5 separate regions of the Mus musculus genome follow, and regions 1, 2, 3 and 5 are each linked to region 4. Evidence: chromatin contacts called from public Hi-C and HiChIP or PLAC-seq data. All regions are on one chromosome and are shown on one strand. The core of a region is the stretch at or near the end of the contact, and the rest is flanking DNA. Distances in the headings are between cores, read along the strand shown.

Evidence for each region. HiChIP or PLAC-seq counts read pairs in DNA pulled down with a chosen protein or histone mark. Hi-C and Micro-C count contacts between places; a contact is called where the count stands out from the background.
Region 1: a contact with region 4 is called in an H3K27ac HiChIP or PLAC-seq map of embryonic fibroblasts, with 18 read pairs. The contact joins two enhancer-like sites. A contact is called at or near these places in 4 of 39 promoter capture datasets (3T3-L1-derived adipocytes, cranial neural crest, embryonic stem cells and 1 more), 3 of 15 datasets of contacts at CTCF or cohesin (CD8 T cells, the NIH/3T3 cell line and pro-B cells), 33 of 484 Hi-C or Micro-C datasets (B cells, the C2C12 cell line, the F1.1 cell line and 18 more), 22 of 115 datasets of contacts at active chromatin or transcription factors (CD8 T cells, acute myeloid leukemia, bone marrow-derived macrophages and 13 more) and 2 of 9 other capture datasets (adipose tissue and bone marrow-derived macrophages).
Region 2: a CTCF HiChIP or PLAC-seq map of CD8 T cells shows a contact between it and region 4, with 5 read pairs. The contact joins two enhancer-like sites. A contact is called at or near these places in 1 of 15 datasets of contacts at CTCF or cohesin (CD8 T cells), 1 of 484 Hi-C or Micro-C datasets (nephron progenitors) and 2 of 115 datasets of contacts at active chromatin or transcription factors (CD8 T cells and effector CD8 T cells).
Region 3: an H3K27ac HiChIP or PLAC-seq map of the NIH/3T3 cell line shows a contact between it and region 4, with 10 times the contacts expected there. The contact joins two enhancer-like sites. A contact is called at or near these places in 1 of 15 datasets of contacts at CTCF or cohesin (the NIH/3T3 cell line), 1 of 484 Hi-C or Micro-C datasets (the Ba/F3 cell line) and 3 of 115 datasets of contacts at active chromatin or transcription factors (the NIH/3T3 cell line, bone marrow-derived macrophages and stem cell-derived neural progenitor cells).
Region 5: a Hi-C map of the Ba/F3 cell line shows a contact between it and region 4, with 4 times the contacts expected there. The contact joins two enhancer-like sites. A contact is called at or near these places in 1 of 15 datasets of contacts at CTCF or cohesin (the NIH/3T3 cell line), 3 of 484 Hi-C or Micro-C datasets (the Ba/F3 cell line, bone marrow-derived macrophages and nephron progenitors) and 5 of 115 datasets of contacts at active chromatin or transcription factors (CD8 T cells, bone marrow-derived macrophages, embryonic stem cells and 2 more).

What each region holds. Positions count from the first base shown.
Region 1 is chr4:89,161,315-89,164,014 of GRCm38.p6, reverse strand. The region is part of intron 4 of Mtap (methylthioadenosine phosphorylase); the gene reads right to left. It also overlaps the pseudogene Gm12607. Among named protein-coding and RNA genes, the nearest start is that of Gm26490, 20 kb to the left of the region's middle. Within about 2 kb of position 1,339, at least 66 of the 459 cell types and tissues checked have an H3K27ac peak or open chromatin away from gene starts, as enhancers often do. A contact at or near this core is called in the C2C12 cell line, the MC38 cell line, the NIH/3T3 cell line and 3 more, where this site is marked.
Region 2 is chr4:89,211,051-89,213,750 of GRCm38.p6, reverse strand. No RefSeq gene overlaps it. Among named protein-coding and RNA genes, the nearest start is that of Gm26490, 29 kb to the right of the region's middle. Within about 2 kb of position 1,305, at least 26 of the 459 cell types and tissues checked have an H3K27ac peak or open chromatin away from gene starts, as enhancers often do. A contact at or near this core is called in CD8 T cells, where this site is marked.
Region 3 is chr4:89,233,249-89,235,948 of GRCm38.p6, reverse strand. No RefSeq gene overlaps it. Among named protein-coding and RNA genes, the nearest start is that of Cdkn2a, 48 kb to the left of the region's middle. Within about 2 kb of position 1,313, at least 11 of the 459 cell types and tissues checked have an H3K27ac peak or open chromatin away from gene starts, as enhancers often do. A contact at or near this core is called in the NIH/3T3 cell line, where this site is marked.
Region 4 is chr4:89,523,490-89,526,189 of GRCm38.p6, reverse strand. No RefSeq gene overlaps it. Among named protein-coding and RNA genes, the nearest start is that of Dmrta1, 160 kb to the left of the region's middle. Within about 2 kb of position 1,304, at least 93 of the 459 cell types and tissues checked have an H3K27ac peak or open chromatin away from gene starts, as enhancers often do. A contact at or near this core is called in the Ba/F3 cell line, the C2C12 cell line, CD8 T cells and 5 more, where this site is marked.
Region 5 is chr4:89,249,581-89,252,280 of GRCm38.p6, reverse strand. No RefSeq gene overlaps it. Among named protein-coding and RNA genes, the nearest start is that of Cdkn2a, 31 kb to the left of the region's middle. Within about 2 kb of position 1,355, at least 2 of the 459 cell types and tissues checked have an H3K27ac peak or open chromatin away from gene starts, as enhancers often do. A contact at or near this core is called in the Ba/F3 cell line, where this site is marked.

The DNA.
Region 1 (2,700 bases), core at 90-2,589, 360 kb after region 4:
ACTGTGCACTCCTCAGGGGTGAGGTCCCAGGTGCAAGTCATCTCGCTCAGGAGTCCGTTTCTAACCGTTAGACTCTAGTGGACACACTCAAGATGAAAGAAGACCTGTGTGGACACCAGAGCACACCCCTACAAGACCTCAGCCTTCAACGATGACATCACCGGGGAAGCCCAAGGTAGGGCTGTGTCTCTAGGAGGAGGAGGGTGAAATACATAGGCATCATCTATCATATCAGCCCATGTATTTAGTGCGGGACTTTCCTGATGAGTCAGAGCGAGAGCAAACCCAGGCCTCTCCTATTCTTCCTGCAAGAGGACAAGCTGGGAAAAAAAAAAAAAAAACAACCAACCAACCAAAAAGCTTGAGAAGGAACATATCAGAACCCAATACCCGCAGAACTCTTACATTAACAGGTAAGGATACTGAAGGGCAGGCATTGCTTGACCTGGTATTTTGAGTCACAGAAGTTACTCTGTCTCTATGAATTTTGTTTTAAGTTTAAAATAAAGACTCACACCCACAATTTCTACATATATCCTTCCTTCCTGTCCAATCAATGACTTCAGTGATGCAGCAGATATTGATGGCACAGGAAGAAAGGATACATGAAGACATTGCCGGAAGTCCCTGCCCCTGGGACCTCAGCCTCTCGAATGGGATGGCTGTATTACATTTCCTCTACCCAAACAACAGGATCTAAAATAGTATCTGTACTGGTGGGTTTTGTGTGTCAACTTGACCCAAGTTAGATTCATCAGTGCCTCAGTTGAGAAAATGCATCCATGAGGTCCAGCTGCAAAGCAATTTCTCAATTTTTCCCCTCACTAATCGTGGGGAAGGCCCAGTCCACGGTAGGTGGGCTGGTGGTGATCCTGGGTTCTAAAAGAAAGCAGGCTGAGCAAGCCATGAAGAGCAAGGAAGTAAGCAGCGCCCCTCCGTGACCCTGCATCAGCTTCTGCCTCCAAGTTCCAGCCCTGCTTGAATTCTTGTCCCAATCTCCTCCAAAGATGAATTATTATCTAAATGTGTAATCTAAATAAACCTTTTCCTCCACAACCTGCCTTTTGGTCATGGTGTTAAATGGAGGGACCAGGTGTGCCCAGAAATTCAGGAAGAGACAATAGAGTGTGTCAACATTGGGGAGAAGCCAGCAGAGTCCCCCAGGAGAAGGCCCCCTATGCAACACTCTACAACGAACCTTTAAGAAGTAAGTATAAGCTACAAAGCTGATAAGTAACAAGAGAAAGGCTAAGCAATCCAAACAACTATGCTTCTAAACTCGGCCAAGGCTCTTCTTAGAATCTGGCCTGTTTACACAAGGCCCGTGCCAAACCACAGCAGGGAGGAGGCATCTATCTCTCGTCTCTGACTTCATGAGGCACCTCATCATAGATCCTGTGCGGTTGAGAGGCCACTGCATAATCAAAGATATTTGTAAAAAGAACTGTTAGCATTTGGTGAGGAAGTAACTGTAGACCCCTTAGCAAGCAGCTGGGGGTCCATACACTTGCTGCTTTATCTATAAGTGGCAAAGTGACACTGAAGATCAGAAGATGCTGGGATCAAAGCATGTAAAAAATTCACCATCTAAAAGTCCAACTGGAGCCCTGAGAACAGCTAAGCTCTCTTTATCCACATAGCAAAGCCAGAGTCAGGAGGGAAGTTACATCGACTCCTCTGTGTCAGCTGCCCACCCCCACAGGTGGCAGGATGAAAGAGAAATGTCCCTACCCACAGGAATGTACAGTACATAGGACCGTGCTACCAGTTATAAGGAACTGGCAAGGCCTTTTCCTGTAAGCGGCCAGGCGTGACCTGTGAAGATGGTTTGCTACTCTCTTGCCGCAGAACATCCGACAAAATCATGCAAATCTAGAGTTTCAAACCTTCATTCAGTTTAAGAACATCTGAGAAATTGCCCAGGACAGCAAGGGTATGCATAGCCTCATAGCGGCAAAGCCACCAAGAGGCTGAAGGATGTCACTTTAAAGAAGCAATGTGTGCCATTCTGGAAAGAGTGCTAAATTTTTGCTGCACATGCTTTAAAATGCATAAAGTAATGCTGAACTTCCGGTTTCGATGTAGATTGTCTAGTTATTCAACATATCCAGGTGAACAAGGAACTTAAGACACACCGACGAACCTATAGAGCAGAGCTCATGGCTCGATTAACCCATACATGAGCTCCCTAGCCACACTGAGATGATCCTCATTGTGAAGGAACAGATCGTTCCAAAGCCCGAAGAGGAGGTTGTATAGAAGAAAGAGATATCCCAGAAAAAACTGAAGAAACAAAATCTCATGGCATGGGAATAAATTCAACATAAAATAAATGCAGATAAAAAAAAAAAAAAAAAAAAAAAAAAAAAAACCCAAACCAACACCCCCCCCCCCCCCCAAAAAAAAAAAAAAAAAAGGCAAGGTTGATTGAGCTCAGATCTGGAGGACCTCAGAGACCTGAGACCAGTAGGGTACAGCTGCTCCTTGTTCTAGAACAGGTAACCAGGACACCTAACTGAGGACCTTGGGCATAACATCTGGAGTTCTCCATGCTAGTGAGGAATCCAGATAGCCCCGAGTCTTCAGCCAATAATGTTGTCTTCCCTTCCTGGGTACTCCTTTTCCACAAAAGATAGAGAACCCCTGACTCAGCCCAAATAAAGTGTATTCACTTACATCTACCATCAAATAAATCAGCAA
Region 2 (2,700 bases), core at 56-2,555, 310 kb after region 4:
TTTTAAATTTTACTTTGTATTATAGTTAGAGGATAAAGCCTCAGCTATATTTATTTTAAAACTTGTTGAGCCAAGGTCCCCAATGAAGGAGCCAGAGAAATACCCAGGGAGCTGAAGGGGACTGAAGGAGGAACATCAATATGAATAAACCATTACCCCCAGAGCTCCTTGGAACTATACCACCAATCAAAGAAAACACATGGTGGAACTTGTGGCTATAGCTATATATGTAGCAGAGGATGACCTAGTCGGTCATCAATGGGAAAAGAGGCCCTTGGTCCTGTGAAGGCTCTATGCCCCAGTATAGGGGAATGCCAGGGCCACGAATGGGGTTGGGGAGCAGGGAGAGGGGGAGGGTATAGGAGATTTTTCGGAGGGAAAACTAGGAAAGGGGATAACATTTGAAATGTAAATAAAGAAAATATCTAATAAAAAAACTTGTTGAGCATAATATGCAAAATATAACTTTTGGGATAGCATTTGAAATGTAAATGAAGAAAATATCTACTAAAATTGTTCTTGGAAAAAATAATAATTAAATTAATGAATAAAACAATAAATTAGGCTGCTAAAATAAGAATGAATATTTTCTAATTATTGTATAGAAAACATGACTTAAGTATGACAGAACACACACAGTGCAGTATTGGGGCTAGGGTCTAAGGACAGGCTAGGCAAGTGCTCTGTTACTGAACATTGTCTCCACCCCCCAGATATACCATTTTAACCACGTTCAATTTAGCAGAGCTCTACTGTACACTTGTGGGGTGTTCATCAGAGAAGACTGCTCAGACATGTGTTTCAGTCAATAGAAAGTCTTTATTAGCCCACTGGGGACCATAATGGGTTATTTGGATCCCAGTAGAGCCCTAAGCCATTCTCAGGGTGAGCTTTAAAGCACACACACACACACAACAAAAAACAAATAAACAACAACAACATGTCCTCGGTTTATACTCCTCAGTTAGCAAGGACAATTAGCCAGAAGGAGAATTATAGAACTCAAATAGCAATGTAAGCACATTTAGAGACTTTCCTCAAACTATGGGCTTTCATGGATTAGGTCTTTGTTTTAGTTTTGGCTGGTGATGCTATGTGCTGAGATGTGTGGCCTGAATGGTGCTTCTACCATGGAGTCAGTTGTGCTAAGGTCTATTATCCTGATTGGGTTAAAGGATGACTAGAAAATTAGCAAACCAAAACTTTTGGTGTGTCTGTAATGGCATTTCTATAAAGATTAACAGAGAGGGGAAGACACCCTGATTGTGGCCTGCACATCCTACAACTGTGGATTTCCTCTTCCTCTTCTTGTACAACTGTGGGCTGGGTTTCAAGATTGTATAAGAAGAGAAAGAGGAAAGGCCGTCTGATCAGCAAAACTCAGCTCTTTCTGTTTCCTGATCCACCCAGGTGTGAGTAAGCACCCTCATCAGACCTTCCCTATCTCGATGGAGCATATTCTATGCCATGAGCCAAAATGAATCCTCCCGTAGCTGTTTCTTGCTGATATTTGGTCACATCAATGAGAAACAGAGCAAACACACTATGTTACAGCTCTTTCTCCAGAATGTTTTCATTCTGAGGAATGAAAAACCTATTCTCATTGAATATCAAATCCCATTTGTATCTCCTCAAAGCCTTGGCAACAACCATTCTATTCCTGCGTCTGCAAATCTGGCTATAATAATTCAGCTAGCTCATATAAGTGAAATAACGTAGTCTTTTTTTTTCTTTTCAAATAATGCTACCATATTATGATGTAGATGTATCCATTGGGGCTGGGCTCCCCATGATCTGCTGGTCTCTGCATTGTGCTCAGTGGTGGTTTTCTGTGATAGTCTCCATTTGTTGTAAAGAGACACTTCTTTGAATGATGGATGGGAGCTACAACTTATCTGTAAGTATAAATATAAGATCTACAATGTGGTAAGGAATTATGCTGGTCTAGTAAAGAGGTGGTAATGGACTACCAGGTATGGTTTCCCTCTTGTTAGGTAGTTAACTCCAATTAGACAGCTGTTAGTTGCCACCAATATGTGAATGTCACTTATCACACCTTTATTGCCATGCATGTAATTGTCCTGACAAGTGTTGGGGCTGGATAGGGCTGTTTAATTGTTTCCCCTTCCTTGACAACTTGCAAAGTATTTTCTGGAACCATGGAAGCTAGACTGTAGGAAAGAAGCTTTCAATAAAATCTAGATCAATTTGAGTCCTGTGTCTTAAGTGTGTGGCATATTCAACAATAGGGCACAATAGGGGCCCAAACTCAACCCTTGAGAGGCATCAGAACTACATCTATAATGTTTTACAAATCACTTAGACTACCCTGACCAGCAATTTGAAAGGAAGTTTCTTATGCCTGGAACTGGGACTTTTGTTGACCTATGATTCTTTTGAGGAGCACTGTAACCCCAAGTGGAGTTAACTTCCTTTAAGATATATATTTATCATGTAACACATATCATTCTTTGGCATAAACCCATGCTACTCCACAGATACTTGCTTAGCTGTGTTCATTATTGCCCTATTCACAATATCCAGGAAATAGAAACAATCTAAATATCTGTCAACAAGGATGAATGGATGTTAAAAAAATGTATACATACTATGAAATACTAATCGGCTTTAAATAAAAATGAAACCAAGAAAATTTCAGGTAGATAAGTGGATCTAGAAAAGATTACACTAAATTAGGTA
Region 3 (2,700 bases), core at 64-2,563, 290 kb after region 4:
TCAGCCCTGAAAACATACATACAAATAACATTAGATGGACTGAGCTGGTTGTATTTAGGAATGCATACAATAACAATTTATGACAAAAGATGCCATGAGTTAGAAGGAGAGGGGGAAGGGGCATATGGTAGGGTTTGGAGGGAGAAAGGTGAAGAGAAAATATTGTAATTGTATTATACTCTCAAAAATAAAAAAAATACATTGTATGAAATTCTCAAAAAACTAATAAAAACGTTGTTGTTGTTTTTAATTCTTATTGAACATTAGTGTTGTGTGACAGACTTTTCCTGGGGTAATGCAAAACAAACACACACACACACACACACACACACACACACACACACACACACACACACACCTATGCAACCCAGAAAAGGAGCCTATGACAGACCAAAGACATAACAATGGCACCAATGTCCTCAAGAGTCAAGAATCTTCCTAGTTTTTGTTCTTCTGAACATGTGACCTTGTGTTTACCACCTGCTTACCACAGGAGGCTGATGGTCCACCCCTTCCCTCCTGGAGGAGACAGTTCAAGTTGGAGGGAATTCTGTGACTTGAAAGAACATGCCATACGATTAAAGAGTGATTAAGCGATTTCAGGAATTCGATAACTCTCTGAACCAGGGTACTTTCTTCAGACTGTTGCACGGTTACTAAGTAATGTCTGTGCTAATGGTAGACAGTGATTCATATACGATGCCTAGGGCTCCTGGGGCAAGGACAAGGGGGAGGTGTTTTTCAGAAAAATGCACAGAGGAGTCCAGAGTGTCCTGGGAAGAAATGAGTACAGTGTAAAGGACTTGCTTTCCCCGTGTTTTCTAGCTCGGTCCTCTCCAATTACTCTTCTGATCAGTTTTTAAATTTCACATCTCAGGTTACCATCAAAGATATTCTAGATATTGGTGCAAAATTGGACGTGAGATATGTTCATTCTCTCTCTGACTCACATGTTTCAGCAGACTAACAATCACAACATCCAAGGATTATTATTCTGAAGCAAGCCTACACATGCCTTACCCATGATCTCTGGCAGCACTACCCTAAATATAATGGAAAAGGGGTTTTCCAGCACAAGGGCATCTTGGCAGTTTGGAGCTAAGGAATATCATAAAGTCACACTATGCAACAAACCTCACACAGGAGATTTATTGGGCGAGACACTTTAAGGTGGCTGCTTCTGAACTGGAAGAGAGACTACAGTGGGTTAGGTTGAGGGGCAGGCGTTTATAGGGTCTTCGGAGCATGCGCAGTGAGCTAGTTCAGCACATGCGCAGTGAGCTAGTGGAAAAGTACAGTGTGCTGGAAGTAGTACTTGGCCATTAATGCTGAGTCACTGGACCAGGGGTTTCCAAGTCTCAGGTTTTGGGACAGGCCAGGGGTAGGCCAGTTACCCGGCAATAACACCTTCTAAAATAGCGTATGATAGAAATCTAACAAAGCAGGCAACACCCAAGACACAGGCATCTTCCTTAGCGCAGTCATTGTGCTAGAGAGAGAGTAGCAGAATCCTGTCTGAGGACATTTGTGTGTCTCGCTGAGTTAATTTTCATCATAGCTTTCTTTAGAATCATATTTGCAGTTTACCATTTTAATTATTTTTCATATGTACTTTTATCATTTAAACTTTTATGTTTGGGGGGGGCTGAGAAATTGGAGGGTTGATAGGGTCAAAACGCCTTCCGTCTCTTTAGGGTCACCAGGGTTTCTAGCCTTAGCTCAACCAGGAATCAGGCTGCCTTTCACGGTCCTACAAGAAATGGCTTAGCAGTTAAGAGCACTGGCTGCTCTTCCAGGCATCCTAGTTCGATTACCAGCATCCACATGGTTATTATATAGTCTCTAACTCCAGTTGCAGGGTTCCCAATGCCTCCTTCTGGCCTCTGTGGGCACCAGGCATATCTAGTGCATAGTTATACACATAGGCAAAAATACCCATATGCATAAAGTTCAAAACTTTATGTATATAAAGTTTTGTGGGAATTTTAATTTTTTTTCTCATGTAGTGGCTGATTTATTTTAAAGTAAGTAGGATGTGTTCCATTTCTTTTCTTAGAAATAATGCTGTTCTAGATGGTTAATTCAGAAAGAAGGTTTACTACATGTAGTCATGCAAAACAACATTTGGAATATTATTATTGATCAAGTTAAATTGATCCAGGAAATCTGAATATATTAATGTTTTAAATGCACTTACTAAAACAAGTAGATAAGCACATGTTTACTGATATATGATTGTATGAAATACAGTTGGGTCCTAAAGTCCATATTTGTACAAGTAACAGTTTGTTATCTTTTTTTTAAAAAAAAGATTTATTTATTTTATCTATATGAATACACTGTAGCTGTACAGATGGTTGTGAGCCTTCATTTGGTTGTTGGGAATTGAATTTTTATGACTTCTGCTCTATCTGGTCAGCCCTGCTCCCTTCCATCAACTGTGCTCACTCAGGCCCAAAGATTTATTTATTACATAAGTACACTGTAGCTGTCTTCATTTGCACCAGAAGAGGGCATCAGATTTCATCATGGGTGGTTGTGAGCCACCATGTGGTTGCTGGGATTTGAACTCAAGATCTTCGGAAGAGCAGTCAGTGTTCCTACCTGCTCAGCCATCTTGCCAGCCCCAATTTGTAATCTTAATTCACTTCGTTGATTATATAGGCAATTTGGAAGTGAGTTATGTGTGGTAATTATCAG
Region 4 (2,700 bases), core at 55-2,554:
ATGTAACTTAGTGTTCTTGTAGAACTCCTAACAGAGGAAGTTGGGGCTGTTTCTGAAGCTCTTGCCTGCCTTTGAGACCCTTGTCCTTCGACTGGTTCACCTTGTCCACCCTTAATAGGAGGAGAGGTAGGTACCTAGCCTTACTGAAACTTGATATGCCACGGTTAATTGCTATCCCAGAGAGCCCGTCCATTTTCTGAAGGGAAACTGAGTAGTAGTGGTTGGGGAGGGAGGAGAGACTGGGAAGAGAGAAGAGAGGGAAAATACTGTGGTTGGGATATGAAAGAATAAATTGATTTAAAAAAATAAATAAAAGTATTGTTTAAGAAAATTACATTCTAGATTACATAAAGTGAATTTTAAACGAAATGAATTAACCTTAAATTTTATTTATTTTTACACGAATTGCATCACACTAAATTTTCTCTTATTTGAAAGAGCCGGCATAAAGAGTTACCAACTCAAACCAGGGGTTAGAAAACTATAACCTGGGCTGGTGAGATGGCTCAGTGGGTAAGAGCACCTGACTGCTCTTCCAAAGGTCAGAAGTTCAAATCCCAGCAACCACATGGTGGCTCACAACCATCTTTAACGAGATCTGACTGGAGTGTCTGAGGACAGCTACAGTGTACTTACATATAATAAATAAATAAATAAATCTTTTAAAAAATGTTAAAAAAAAAAAAGAAAAAGAAAAGAAAACTACAGCCTATGGTTAAATCTTGGGCTCAGCCTATTTTTGAAAATCGATTTTTACTGGAAGGTGGAAAATATGAAAACCTCTCAAAAATGATAACTTGTATTCTCCATTAGCTGAATTTTCAGCAATGGACAACTATTGTTTATACATTTATTTTAGAGACATTTATTACTAACACCTTGTAGTCCCAGAAAACAATAAGAGCAATGTACAGCGTAGTCAATCATTATAAAGCAGGGGGGAAAAAAGACTCTTTCTATTACCATAGAGTTCTTATGTCTGAGTCTCTCTCAAAATGACTCTCAGCTTATCAGTTTAGTTGACCCAGTTGTGGCCACTCTGCAGCCCTTAGAGCTTTCCTTGTGTGGCACAGTGTGTTCCTTACAAGGAATTAAGCCGAGAGAATTCGGTCTAACGGCAGTAAAAGGCAGAAGTGAGAATTTAGCTGACTCTACCACCACGCCGTTTTATCTTGAAGCTTCTGGGAAACTTTAGTTGCTTTGTGAAGGTGTTGTGGAAAAAGAGACAAGTTGCCTCCGGGGTTGCTAACTTCGCCGATTTTCTTTCCGTTTGAAGAACACAACCAACAAACCGCCACTAGGTGTCCTCAACACCAAACTAATCCTCACTTCGGCACTTTCAGAGGCGAACTCGCAGGGACACGGGACTCAGGAGTTCCCCCCGAGGGACAGATCAAAACCCCGTGCACTCAGCACGGCTCTCTGAGTGAAAAGAAGTTCCCGGCAACAGCATCCGAAACTTCGGATCTCAGCTTTTAGTACGGAAAGGCCGGATGGTGGGGTGGAGACCCTCCTACGCTGAACGGGAACAAGAGAGGCCAATTTGAAGCCGCCCTGCCTCGCAGCAACTTCAAATGCGCAGAGAATATGCATTGGGTTCTAACTGCTTTTGTTTTTTGTTTTTAATTTATTTTTTATTATGCTTTTGTTTTCTTTACGGCGTTTGCAAATAAGAAGCCATTGTTCGGCTAAGCCTGTTCATTCGTTTTTTCACGAGAAGACAGTAATATTACTGAGTCCGCAGTCAGAGTCGCCAACTCCATCCCGATTCTCATCCATCCGGACGCTCCTCTGCTTGTCTTTTCCAGTTCTCCCCTCCCTCGCCCCCCATCTTTCCCTCCTCTATTTCTTCTCAACGGTATCTAAATCTACCACCTTTACACACATAGTGCGCTTTCCTGGTTAAAATATGAATATTTACATATTCAGTGGAAATAGGATTTCTTGACTTTGAAAAGTCAATAAAAGGGGAAAGAAAAGGAAGAGGTGCTAGAGATGGCTCAGTTGTTGCGTGCTTACTGCTCTGCAGAGGATCCGGGTCCTGTTTCCAGCACCCACATGGCAGATCACCACTACCTGTAACTCTACTTCCAGGAGAACAAAGGACCTCATCTGTCCTCCATGGGCTCTTGAACATATGCATACACTCAGGCACGTATACATAAAATAACTAAATATTTAAAAATGAATAGGAGGAGGAAAGGGGTGGGGGTGAGAAAGCAAGCAGGTAACTGCCCAAATCGACCCAAAAGTTATGGACCATAAGGTCACATGGTGGGAACCGGTGGGAACCGGGAGCTGCAGAAGGCATTTCCCTTCATCTTTCCTGCCTCCACTCCGGATTCTTTATCATGTTCCAGGAATTTCTAATCTCACCACAGCCAGATGACTCACAGCGGCTGACTGGCTGTCTAGGCTTCTACCTAACACCTGTAAAGATAAACCCTGGTTAAAACAGCACTCATTGCAGGGTGGCCTTTGCAGATGGCCAGGGGGATTTTCAGAGTTGAGTTCAATTTTTCCCCTCAAAGGCTCACAGACCTTGATCTTAATTTCAGACATATTTGTGTCTGACAGCCAGAGGCTAGCTACACACCAGGAATAACCTCCCATGGACCAGACCTGCTGCTTGGGGAGAGGAACACAGGAGTACAGCAATCCTTATTTGGGACCACAAAGGGTTTTGGTTTGCAAGCTACT
Region 5 (2,700 bases), core at 106-2,605, 270 kb after region 4:
CCTTCCTTGGCTGGTTCATCGTCTCCCATCAACCTCCCAATAAGGGGACACTCACAGCAAGTCTTGCTCTCTTCTCTGCACAGCATTCTTTTGTGATGTCCTTCAGTCTTGTGCCACAATATGGCAGAAAACGTTTTCCTTTTATGCACCATACACTAATTTCTGTCTCTATCTCAGACTTGAGAATACATGACTTTCACACCTGGCTACCTACTTATCATTTCCATGTAGATATTAATGAGGCATCTATCTTACTCAGTGTTTTATTGTTGTGAAGGGACACCATAACTGCACAGCATTTGCTTGGGGCTTGTTTATGGTTTCAGAGGTTTTTTCCATTGTCACCGTGGTAGGTACCATGACAGCTCACAGTCAGATATTGTGCTGGAGAAGTAGCTGAAAAGAAACAAGGTAAACATATAAAAACAAATTTTATTTCTATATATGAGCAATTAACACTGATGACAGAAAAATTGAAAATGCATTAAGGTGTGTAGTTACTTAGAAGTCACAAAGTTATAAATCTAGTAAAACATGCATGTGGACTTTTATGATAAATATTAAACAATACTAAGTAAAGTAGACTGAAATAACTGGACAGAGGTGCCATGTTGGTAGATAAAAGACTTATTATACCAAGTATATATATTATACTGTTGCAGTAAATAATTAGAGCGCTCTAAACTCCCAGAGGATGCACGCGCTGCTCCTAGCCACCCACCCCAATGTTCTGGATCCCAGATGGAAACACACACACACACACACACACACACACACACACACACACACACTTTATATTTTACTATGTCTTAGCTCGCTCAATGGCTGGGCTAATCCCTTGGGTTCAGGTGGCTAATACACTCTCCCTTTAATATCTCTGAATTAATACGTACTAAATCTATATTTTATCTTTGTTGCCCATGGACCCTTCTGGGCAGCCCTTCTTGGGGCCGCTTCCCATTTTTTTTGTTTTTGTTTTTGTTTTGTTTTGTTTTGTTTTGTTTGTTTGTTTGTTTTTCGAGACAGGGTTTCTCTGAGTAGCCCTGGCTGTCCTGGAACTGACTTTGTAGACCAGGCTGGCTTCAAACTCAGAAATCCCCCTGCCTCTGCCTCCTAAGTGCTAAGATTAAAGACGTGCACCACCACGCCTGGCTCGACACTTTCCTTTTGCACCTATATATTGGCCATCTCACCCTCATTCTTCCTGGTGTGCTCCATCCGTTGCCCTTCTCATGGCAGACTCCCTCTTCCCTCTCCTGGGTTTCTTGTCTGGGAATCCTAAAAGTCTCCATGCCCGCCATTAGCCACTGGCAACTTTATTTCTCAAACACAGCCAATTGGGGGCAGGCTTCCTTTAGCCTACATGTGGGACACTGGGTTTTGGGTAACATAATTAGCATGAGAACACAAGCTACTACATTCTACTTATTCTACTGAGATATAATAAGAAATATATCTTATTATAGTAAGCTAAAATAGAAATAGATAAAGATTGTTCTTTAATGGTTATATGTAAATTTAAGGTTTCAGACCATCAAAAACAATCTTGAGAGAGTTGGTTTAGAGTTGCTTTTGCTAGAGACCTGGGTGTGCCCAGCACCCACATGGTGGCTCATAAACTCCCTGTAAACTCTAGTTCCAGGAAACCCGATGACTTCTTCTGATCTCTGTGGGCATAATCATGTGTCTTAGTCAGGGTTCCTATTCCTGGACAAAACATCATAACCAAGAAGCAGTTGGTGAGGAAAGGGTTTATTCAGCTTACATTTTCCACTTTGCTGTTAATCACCAAAGGATGTCAGGACTGGAACTCAAGCAGGTCAGGAAGTAGGAGCTGAAGCAGAGGCCGTGGAGAGATGTTCTTTACTGGCTTGCTTCCCCTGGCTTGCTCAACCTGCTCTCTTATAGAACCCAAGACTGCCAGCCCAGAGATGGTCCCACCCACAAGGGGCCTTTCCCCTTGATCACTAAATGAGAAAATGCCTTAGAGTTGGCTCTTGTGGAGGCGTTTCCCCAACTGAAGCTCCTTTCTCTGTGATAACTCCAGCCTGTGTCAAGTTTACACAAAACTAGTCAGTACACCATGGTAAACATACATAGTGAAGGCAAAACACTAATATATATAAAATAAAATAATTAAATCTTTTAAAAGTTGAAAAAATTGGCATGGCTCTGTCTGCCTAATTTTAAGATAAATTATACAATGTTGATACTAAAGAACAGATGGTGGTGGTGGTGGTGGTGGTGTAAGAAAGATTGACAGGAATAGACAATCATGTAAACATCTTCAACTTATGTAAAACAAAAGTGTAAAACTTGAAGGAGGTAAGACAGTTTTTCAGTAAATGGTGCTAGGAAAATTAGCTATCCAGAGACAGAAAAGTGAGCTTGGACTCAAGCCTTATACTTTGTACAACAATTTTGTTTCAATGGATGATGTTTCTAATAATAGTATGAAAAGCTATGTAATTTGTAATGTATGATGCATTGGTGAATTGTCATATGTTGTTTGAGAAACTGGCTATGGAGGCAGGGCTGCTTCCTATGACCCTTATTTTGGATCTAAGCATGCTTGCCTCAAAGCATTCTCCAACACTGCTGATCTGGGAATGGGATTACTTCTCTAGCTCTATGACAAGGATGGAAGACCATAATGAAACATCCCAAGAGCACAACATCGTGTCCCTGAGAACAGTTAGA